Linked DNA regions of Macaca mulatta: region 1 is linked to region 2. The links are chromatin contacts, called in public Hi-C maps. All regions are on one chromosome and are shown on one strand. Each heading gives the region's core, a stretch centred on a gene start, on an enhancer-like site or on the middle of the called end of the contact. The rest is flanking DNA. Distances are from core to core; before and after follow the strand shown.

Region 1 (5,207 bases), core at 1,938-4,437, 46 kb before region 2:
CTGTCTCTGAGCTGGCTGCGAGATCGGCGGGGTTCAGGATCCAGATCCCCCCCGGGCCAGCTCTCTGAAAGTCTACACGGCGGAACCTCCCCCAGGTCCCCCAGCGAACTCTGCAAGCTCATTTCCAGGCTGCCTCACTTTTAAACTCCAGGCACGTGGGAATCCAACCCAACAGCGACCACCATGAAGGCAGGTGGCCTTCTTTGGCGCCACTGCCTCCCCTACGCCAGCACCAAGCCTGGCACGGGAGGGGCAGTAGTCACACATTAATAACCCCCTATTATCACACCCACTTGAGGCTTTTAACCTGGCTCTTCCTGCATCTCCCGTCATGCGCTTCCCCCAGGCATCTGCTGGCCCCTCACCTCCTTCTGGTCTTTGCTTACTTGGCACCTTCTCAGTGAGGGTTTTCCAGGCCGCCCCGTTTCCGATGACTGCAAACCCTCTCCTGCCCCGACCCTCCTCGGGCCCTGCCTGCCAGACTTTTGTCCCCAGCAGGCCTCACTCCCTAATGCATGGATTTCGTCTTCATCTAGGAGGCATACCCACTGCCTCCCCACCGCATGCTCGCTCTAGGAGGTTCCTGTTTCTTGCACCTACAACAGGGCCTGGGAAACCCCAGGACCCTTCCTTGCGAGACCTCAGGGCCTTTACGCGGCCACTCCTTCGATCTCAAACGCTCCTCCCCACTCCCTGGGCGCACTCCCTCCAGGGGGCGTATCTTTCCAGCACATTCCCCAGTAGGCGCATCTGGGGTCAGCCTTCCCCAGTCCAGGTGATTTCTATCGACCGTCAGTATTCAACAAATAACTGAGCAGTTGCTGGGGCCGGGAACACCTCGGGGACAGGTCAGAGCTGACCTTGAGGGACTCTACTGCCTCTCCCCGCCACGCCCACCTGCCCCCTGCGGGGTAGGACCCCGCAACCACAACTCCAGAGTCCTCTGCAGGGACTGCTGTTGCTATGGGAGAGGAAGCCAGAGGAAGGGGACGCCATCTAGGGGATACTTGGGCCGTGGTGGCAGCAGCAGCAGTGACGGCCACCGCTGCGAACCAGGGGCTCCTGCCTGGCCAGCGCAGCCACCTGGGCTCTGGGCAGCAGCATTTTCCACGTGGCTCCTCCAATCCTCACGAGCGAGCAGCTCCCTGCATTGCTAGTCGTGAGCCCACCTGACTTCCTACTCTCAGCACTTCCTGATTGCAACGCCCGTGTCACCAATTTCCTCTATTAACCTCCCTGACAAGTCGGCGTGCTATTGAGAAACAAATGAGCGCACCAGGTGCAATCAGAGCTCTGAAAAATAAAGCGAGCAAGCGCAGAAAAGGTTACTTTTTTTTTTTTCTTTTTGAGACGGCGTCTTCCTCTATCACCCAGGCTGGAGTGCAGAGGCACGATCTCGGCTCACTGCCCCTCTGCCTCCCGGGTTCAAGCAATTCTCGTGCCTTAGCCTCCCGAGTAGCTGGGATTACAGGTAGGCGCCACCACGCGTGGCTAATTTTTGTATTTTTAATAGAGATGGGGTTTCTCCATGTTGGCCAGGCTGGTGTCGAAATCCTGGCCTTAAGTGATCCACCCGCCTCGGCCTCCCGCAGTGGATTACAGGCGTGAGCCACCGCTCCCGGCCCATGTGATTTTATTTTAACACAGATAACTGTCTTTGAGTTAGAGACAGGACTTTGGGGCCCAGAAGAGGTGGGAACTCCAAGGGGTTGAGAGAGGAGAGCCTGGGTCCACAGAGGAGGTCTGGAGGGGAGTGTCCACCACGTTATTTGAGGATCCAGCAGGCAGGGCCTTAAGAGCAGCTCCACGCCCCAACAGGAGAGAAACTGCCCCAAATGGGTCGTCAGGACAGCTCTGGGAAACGGGCCCAAGAAAACGCCTTTAAACATCCCTGTTTCACTGACAGGAAGACTTCGGCCCAGAGTGGACGGGAAACAGAGAAGCGTAAGCCTCAAATAGTTAGAATGGTAGCTGAGACCAAATTTTGAGAATTGGAAATGTTTGCATACCATACAAATGAAAATCAGAAAAATATATGGGGATTGGCAAAAGGGCATCCTCTTTCCCCAACACTTTGCCGCCATCTGCTGGACGAGTGTTGTAATGACTATAAAACACCGTGGTGCTGCAGCGCCCCCTAGCGCCATGCAGTTGACAGGCACAGAACAGTTCCAAGAGAATTGTTTTTTCCCACCGGGACGTTTCTGAGTTTATTTGGGGCACACCCAGGCGAAGGCCCTGCACCTAGAAGAAGGTGTTGGGCCTCTTGGTGGTGAAGCGTGGCTTGTGCTGACGGCGCAGGACCCGGTGGGGCAGCGGGAACTTGATCTTGGAGTCGTGGAACTGCTTGACAGCTGGCCGACGGCACTTGCTGGCTGCAATCTCCTCCACCTTCATGATCTGAATAGAGTGGGCCCGGGCGCGGTGGCGAGCGCCCGTGTCTCGGTAGCACTGGGTGACAGCACCCGCAGTGGTCAGCTTCCGGTACTCCCGGTACATGTTGTGGGTGCCGCTCCGGGAGTCACAGCGCAGCCAGATGCCGAAGTTCTTCACCGGCAGGGGGTGCGTCTCAAACACCTGCCCACAGTAGACAGTCTCCCCTGAAGACTTCTTCATCTTCTTTTTTTTTTTTTTTTTTTTTTTGAGACGGAGTCTGGCTCTGTCGCCCAGGCTGGAGTGCAGTGGCGCGATCTCGGCTCACTGCAAGCTCCGCCTCCCGGGTTCACGCCATTCTCCTGCCTCAGCCTCCCGAGTAGCTGGGACTACAGGCGCCCACAACCGCGCCCGGCTAATTTTTTGTATTTTTAGTAGAGACGGGGTTTCACCGTGGTCTCGATCTCCTGACCTTGTGATCCGCCCACCTCGGCCTCCCAAAGTGCTGGGATTACAGGCGTGAGCCACCGCGCCCGGCCCATCTTCTTTAACTGAGATACAAAGTACCAGAAGCGGGACTTGGCGACGACATGATTAGGCGCAAAGATTTGCATGCGGTAGAGGGGCTGTGTGTGGCATTTGGGGGTGCGCAGGCAGCGACCCACCACCTTGTACTCTCGTAGGGTGCCCGAAGCCTTCATGGCGTCCTCTCCGCGCTCGCCGCCACCCGCAAAAGCGAGAATTTTCTTTTTTTGAGACGGAGTCTCGCTCTGTAGCCCAGGCTGGAATACAGTGGAGCGATCTCGGCTCACTGCAACCTCCGCCTCCTGGGTCCGGGTTCAAGCAATTCTGCCTCAGCCTCCTGAGTAGCTGGGATTACAGGCACCTGCCACCACGCCCAGCTAATGTTCTTGTATTTTTAGTAGAGACGGGGTTTCACCAGGTTGGCCAGGCTGGTGTTAAACTCCTGACCTCTGATCCGCCCGCCTTGGTCTCCCAAAGTGCTGGGATTACAGGCGTGATCCACCCCGCCCGGTGGAGAAATCGTAAAAGACCGCTAACAAAAATGCTTTGAGGCCGGGCGTGGTGACTCACACCTGTAATCCCAGCACTTTGGGCAGTCGAGGCGGGCAGATCACGTGAGGTCCGGAGTTCGAGACCAGCCTGACCAACATGGTGAAACCCCGTCTCTACTAAAAATACAAAAATTAGCTGGGCATGGTGGCACACGCCTGTAATCCCAGCTACTCAGGAGGCTTGAACCCGGGAGGCAGAGGCTTCAGTGAGCCGAGATCGCGCCACTGCACTCCAGTCTGGGCTACAGAGCGAGACTCCATCTCAGGGGGAAAAAAATGCTTTGAGAGCTGCACAGCTCTGGGGGAAGTCGTGAGTTTTCTATTCAGGGGTAAGGTTAGGGACCATCCATGTACTAAAAAGGGAAAAATCAGATTAACCAGGCAGGATAAATTCTTGCCATCATAAAATTTTTGTTTGCTAAAAGGGGTCAAAAGCTTTTCCCCAGATATTATTTTAGCATTTGGCATCAAAGGGCTGTTGCGAAGACCCTAAGTGCCTGCAAACCGCCTGACACGTAAAGCGCTCAATGCTACTGCAAACTGGTTCAGGGCACAGACTGCAGCCAGTCAGCTGGTGCTCAAGTCCCGTTCTGCCACTTGCTGGCTGTGTGACTCTGAGTATGTAACTTAACCTCTCTGTACTTCAACTTGCTTATCTGCAAAATGGGCATCTGAAAAGTGTCTGACTGAGCTGGAATGCAATGTTAATGCGTGTGAACTCTTAGAACAGAGCCAAGGGGCCAGGCGTGGAAAATGCCTGCTGTTCCTCGACTTATCCTGAGATGGGTGCCCACCCTGCCCCTCCTGGTCCCTTCAGGTTTTAACTGCTTCCACACGTTTTCCAGTGTCCAAATTCCTCACCCTGGCTCCCCACATCTGCTGGACCACGGAGATGAGAGCCACAGGAGGGTGTGGGCAGAGGCAACCATGGGCCCAGTTTCTCCATCTGCCAGGTGTGGTGCTGGCAAGGAAGGGTGGGGTGGTGGCCTGTCCCTCTGGCTGCCAAGCAAATGACATCCCCCATAGGTGGGAGGCAGGCCCCGCCCCCCTCCACTGGTGCTATGGAGGTTGGGTCATCTCTCTGCCTGCCCTGGTGGCCAGAGCTTGGGTCTGTGACCTAATCATGGCCATTGACAGATGGGGGCCGGGGAAGACAGCGTGAAAGGGACCAAGAGAACGACAGGGAGACAGAACTCAGGTCCTTCCTGCCTTGGAGTCTCTGCTCCACCCAGCTGGGTGGATGCCTGGGTCCATCCTGGTCGATAGGGTGGGGAGCATCTAAGGCCTCCCCCTCCCCCGGGTTCTCTGGTCTTTACTTCACAGCTTCCTTAGTCGGTGGTGAGGCTTCTAGGACCCCTAATTCATGTCCACCACTCCTGGGAGTTCACATCTGCTCCTGCCAGACCCTGAGACTCCCCAGCAGCCTCCGACACCATTGCTTAGTGTCCACACCTGCCCCCAACATCTCCCCCACCTCCGTGTACCTGGCACGTCCCCAGCTTGATGACCCTGATCCAAACCGTAAGCTGTCCCCTACTTCAGCAGACTCCTGTGCTCAAGCGATCCACATGCCTCTGCCTTCCCAAGTGCTGGGATCACAGGCGTGAGCCCCCGTGCCCGGCCAGCCCTGGATGTTCATCACCTGCCTCTACGGGCGTCTCTTGGTCACACTCCCTTTTGGAAGCTACTGTTTCTTTTTTGTTCAATTCATTGCCTCTAACTTCAGAGCCCTACTCACGTGTATTTATCCCCCTTGAT
Region 2 (5,110 bases), core at 1,700-4,199:
CCCCCCACCACCCCACCCCAGAAAGCCCTGCCTCCTTCCCACAGCCCTGTGCAATCTGCTCCCCGCAGCTTCATCGTAACCTCCTCCAGCCTCCTACTCACGGCCTCCATGCCAGGTTCCGCTCACCTTTGGGCCTTTGCCACCTGTTTTTTTTTTTTTTTTTCTGCCTGGAGTACCGTCTACCCTCTCTCCAGGCAGCCACTCTCACTTCCTCTCTGAAACACTTCTTGAATCTATTTCTGTCCCTCCAGCCTGGTTGGCGATCACCACCCCTCACCTGTCCACTAATCTAGCCTCCTTCCTGTCTTACCCTGGAGTCCAGTCTCTGCATGGCAGCCAGGGATCTTTTCTGAATGGTAACTGAACCACGGCACCCCACTCTTGAAACATCCCATGGCATCGACCACCCTCAGGATGACACCCACATTCCCCAATCTGACTTCCAAGGTTCTACCTCTGGCCTCATCTCTCACTGGTCCTACCTCCCTCTCATGGCTCCCACCAGATCAAACTTCTCCATACTTTGCTTCTGCTCCTGCTGGAGGCCAACTCTTTTCCAGGGGTCCAGATCCTTTCCACCTCCACCTTCTCCAGGGTTTTGCTGCTGCAAGTCTCCCCTCTCACATGCAGAATCAATTCTCCATCTCTACTGGACTCTACTCTCTTCCATCCTTACAAAAAATCCATCTTCCCCTGACACTGCATGTTGTTTTTTTTTTTTTTTTCTGTCTGTTGCCCGGTCTAGAATGCAGTGACGTGATCTTGGTTCACTGCAGCCTCTGCCTCCCAGGTTCAAGCGATTCTCCTGCCTCAGCCTCCCCAGTAGCTGGGACTACAGGTGTGTGCCACCACACCCGACTAATTTTTTAGTAGAGACGACGTTCACCATGTTGGCCAGGCTGCTCTTGAACTCCTGCGCACGTTCACTTCTTACCACCCTCCCCCATTTCTCCACTCTTCTTCAGAACCAATACTCCTAACACTTAACATTTGCTCTCTCCACTCCCTCCCTTCCCATTCACTCTTCAGCGCCCTCTTGGCTGCACCAGCCCCGTCATTCCCCAACAACTGCTCCTGTCAACATCACCATCAGCATCCACGGAGCCAAAGCCAATGGCCAGTGCTCGCCTTGGCAGCATCGGACTCAGGGCACCAGCTCCTTGTTCTATAAGCGCTCTCTTCTCTCCGCCTTCCCGACACCTTTCCTGGCTTCCTTTCCACCTCACTAAGCGGTCCTCCTTAGCCTCCCCCTCTTCCACTCGGGATCTGTCCTAAGTCCCCTCTCTAGACCCTCTTACTAGATTATCTCATCCATTCCCAACCATAGTTTGATCACACCCAAATTCTTCTCCAGTCCAGACTGTCCCATTTACTTACTCAGTGTGTCCTCCTGTAGGGCCAGGAGTGGTGGCTCACGCCTGTAATCCCACCACTTTGAGAGGCTGAGGTGGGCGGATCACCTGTGGTCAGGGTTTCGAGACCAGCCTGGCCAACACAGCGAAACCCCGTCTCCACTAAAAATACAAAAATTAGGTGGGCATGGTGGTGTGCATGCGCATCTATAATCCCAGCCACTCGGGAGGCTGACGCAGGAGAATCACTTGAACCAGGGAGGCGGACGTTGCAGTGAGCTGAGATTGCGCCATTGCACTCTGGCCTGGGCAACACGAGTGAAACTCCGTCTCAAAAAAAAAAAAAATTCCAAACTGCTCTTTGCAATGACTCGGGGAGACCCTGCATGATCTGCCCTCTGTCCTAATCTCATCTTGCTATTGGTCTCCCGCTAACTAGCAAAAGCCCCAGCCATGCCAGTGTCCTTTCATTCCCCACCCCAGGGCCTTTGCACAGGCTGCCTTAACTCCCTGGAACACTCCTCTCCAGTTCTTCCTCTGTGAGTTTCAGCTTAAATGCTTCCTGCTCAGTAAGGCCTTCCCCCACTACCCTATCTAAAGTAGCCTCCAACCCTTATTCTCTACTTCATCACGCTGCTGGTTTGCTTTCAAAGCACTCATCACAATTTAAGTATTTTACTTATTTACATGTTTTTTTTTTTTTTCACGTCTGGTTCACCTGCAAAATTACAAGCTAAGGACAGGACCACATCTCTCTCCTTCACTGCTATATCCCTAGAGTTAAGCACAGTCCTTGGCACATAACAGGTACTCAATAAATATTTGTTGAATTAATGAATGAATGGGTGCCCCACACTTGACTCTTTCTCAATATTCTAAGTGATACTATTCTTGGGGATTCCCACCCCTACTCCCAAGGCCCCCACCATCACATTCCTTTTCCTCGGTCAGCCCAAATCTTCTACTTCCTTGTTCCCCCCATCTAATGATCCATTCCCCACCCCCACGATTGCCGCCTCTATTGGGACTGTCCCTCCTCTACTCCCCACTTGGCGGCACCCACCCCAGGACTCCCCATTTGGTAGCGCCATCACTCACTCCCCCACCACATGTCACTGCCTGGTAGCGCCCTCTACAGGCCTCACGTTTGGTAGCGCCCTCATTCCAGTCCCCCTCTCGCCCCACAATTGGTGACGCCCTCCTCAGTCTCTCCACTGAGTAGCACCCGCTCCGCACGCCACTCCTAGGTATCACTCTCCGAAGCCCCCTATGTCGCCCCTTGGTAGCGCCATCCTGGGCCTCCCCACGCCCAGTCACTTGGTAGTGCCTGCCCCGCGCCCAGACTGCAGCTCCGCGTTGCCATGGTTCCGCGCGGGCCCGGCACCCTCGGCCTGAGCCGCTGTCCACCCTCCCTGCTAGGCGGGCGCACCTTTGAAGTAGTCATTGGCCTGAGTCTTGAGCTCCTCTGCCCGCTTCAGAGCGCCATCAGCCGGGTGCTCGTCCCGGGGGGGCTCAGCACACTCAGTCCGCTCGCCCTCCGCCATCGCCATGCCGCAAAGCGACCCCTACCCTGGCAACGGCCGCCAGCGGCACCCGGCCGAACCGTCGCGAAGGAGCGCCGGGTGGCCGCCGCCGCTGCCGCACAAGTGTCGTAAAGCGCGGGCCCTGAAGGGGCCCTTCACGCGCCTGCGCAGGTCCCTCTCGCCATAGAGCGCGCGGAGGACAAGGTGACCAGAGGGTCCCCGGACGGTACCCCTGGTAGAGAGAGCCAATAGGGAATGAGAGAAGGGGCGCGCGGGGAAACAGAGCTGGTGTGGCCTCTGCTCCCAAAGTTACCGTGTTCCAAGGCTGTAAAAAGTTTCTCGGTTCTTAAAGTGGGATTTCCCTGCTCTCCTCTAGGGTTGGGGGGTGGGTTGTGAATGTCGCTGGCGGGTGTGGCTGCTTTGCAAGGCAGCGCCATGCCCTACGCGGAGCCGGACCCGGGCGTCAAGCCCTATTGTCAGCTACCTGTGTGACCTTGAACAAATCTTCCCTTCCTCTCTAGGGCCTCAGTTACCCATCTCTGAAAAATGGGTGGCTTCTCAAGCCAAAAAAGGTCCAACCCTGAGGGTGTTTCTGAGTTTTTAAATGAAGGCACTCTGGATTTCAAGTCCTGAGCAAGGCTCAGAAGTGTGTTGCACCATCCCCTTTCTTCCTGTGTTCAGCTTCCCAAATCCTGAATCTTCAAATAAACTCTCCTGTTTGCCTTTTTACAGATTCTCTTGTCTGAGATCACAGCGTTGATTGCATGCACTCTGCCTCCCTCATTTACCCTTCACATGGCAGCTAGAGGTTTGGTTTGGTTTTATTTTGTTTTGTTTTGAGAGGGAGTCTCCCTCTGTCGACCAGGCTGGAGTGCAGTGGCGCAATCTAGGCGCACTGCAACCTCTGCCTCCCGGGGTTCAAGCGATTCTCCTGCCTCAGCCTCCCGAGTAGCTGGGATTACAGGTGCCTGCCACCACGCCCGGTTAATTTTTGTATTTTAATAGAAACGGGGTTTCACCACGTTGGCCAGGCTGGCCTCACTGCCGACTTCAAGCTATCTGCCCACCTCGGCCTCTCAAAGTGCTGGGATTACAAGAGTGAGCCACTGCACCTGGCCGAGGGATCTTTCTAAGACATAATAAAACCATGGCACACCCTCACTCCCAGCCTTCCATGGCCCCAGCACCCTTAAGAGAAAACCCAAACTCCTGATTAGGAGACCCTGAATAGTCTAACCTCAGGCTGAATAGTCTAATCTCCAGATTCCACCCCTTCCCCAACCCCCATCTGCCGTACACCCTTCCAGTCTGTCCTTTCTAAGCCCTCAGGTAGCACTAAGTCCTGTAAGGCTCTGGTTACCCTCCTGGAAGCACACTCCCAAACCTATCTATTCCACTCCCAAACCTCTTGTTAGTCCATCCCCATCTCTCCCACTGCCCCCAGCACAACCAACAATCACCCTAAAGGGCAGATATTAGTATCATCCCCATTTTACAGATAAAGACACAGACTTGCAGAGGTGTTTGACCAAGGTCACAACAACATAAGAAGGTGACAGAGCCAGGATCAGGAATCCTATCTACTTCCTGTGTCCTTCATTGCCACTCTACTGCCTCTGTAGGTGCCAGAGCCCATCTTGGTGGCTTAGTAAATGTTTCTTTTGTGTTCTTTGTTCGTATTGTTTGTTTGGGGGCTGGAGGAAAAGGAGGCTGCCATAATGGATTTCAATTTTGGGTTTGAGTCCAGCAGAATCCTTTCCTGACTCTGTGACCTTGGGCAAGTGATCACCCTCTTCTAAGCCTCAGTTTCAACCTCTGTAAAGCAGGGATAATAATTATCCCCATCACACAGGATTAGAGGAGAGTTTGATAACACGAGTACAGCATTTGGCAGGGAGCCTGACACAGAGTCGTGCTTTTTTTTTTTTTTTTTTTTTTTTGAGACGGAGTCTCGCTCTGTCGCCCAGGCTGGAGTGCAGTGGCGCGATCTCGGCTCACTGCAAGCTCCGCCTCCCGGGTTCACGCCATTCCCCTGCCTCAGCCTCCCGAGTAGCTGGGACTACAGGCGCCCACAACCGCGCCCGGCTAATTTTTTGTATTTTTAGTAGAGACGGGGTTTCACCGTGGTCTCGATCTCCTGACCTTGTGATCCGCCCGCCTCGGCCTCCCAAAGTGCTGGGATTACAGGCGTGAGCCACCGCGCCCGGCAGAGTCGTGCTTTTATATTCACTCCAT

Evidence for each region. Hi-C and Micro-C count contacts between places; a contact is called where the count stands out from the background.
Region 1: a contact with region 2 is called in a Hi-C map of cortical neurons, with 2.3 times the contacts expected there. The contact joins the promoter of LOC717246 here to the promoter of PPP5C in region 2. A contact is called at or near these places in 2 of 14 Hi-C or Micro-C datasets (cortical neurons and liver).

The regions. Positions count from the first base shown.
Region 1 is chr19:58,889,764-58,894,970 of T2T-MMU8v2.0, reverse strand. It overlaps LOC717246 (large ribosomal subunit protein eL20-like), which reads right to left and starts at 3,187. Exons shown (of 2, transcript XM_077980790.1): 1 at 2,907-3,187; 2 at 2,096-2,607. The coding sequence starts at 3,074. The coding sequence ends at 2,245. It overlaps LOC144337229 (a long non-coding RNA gene), which reads left to right and starts at 1,348. Exons shown (of 3, transcript XR_013410030.1): 1 at 1,348-1,471.
Region 2 is chr19:58,843,936-58,849,045 of T2T-MMU8v2.0, reverse strand. PPP5C (protein phosphatase 5 catalytic subunit) reads right to left here and starts at 2,949. Exons shown (of 13, transcript NM_001266086.2): 1 at 2,782-2,949. The coding sequence starts at 2,902.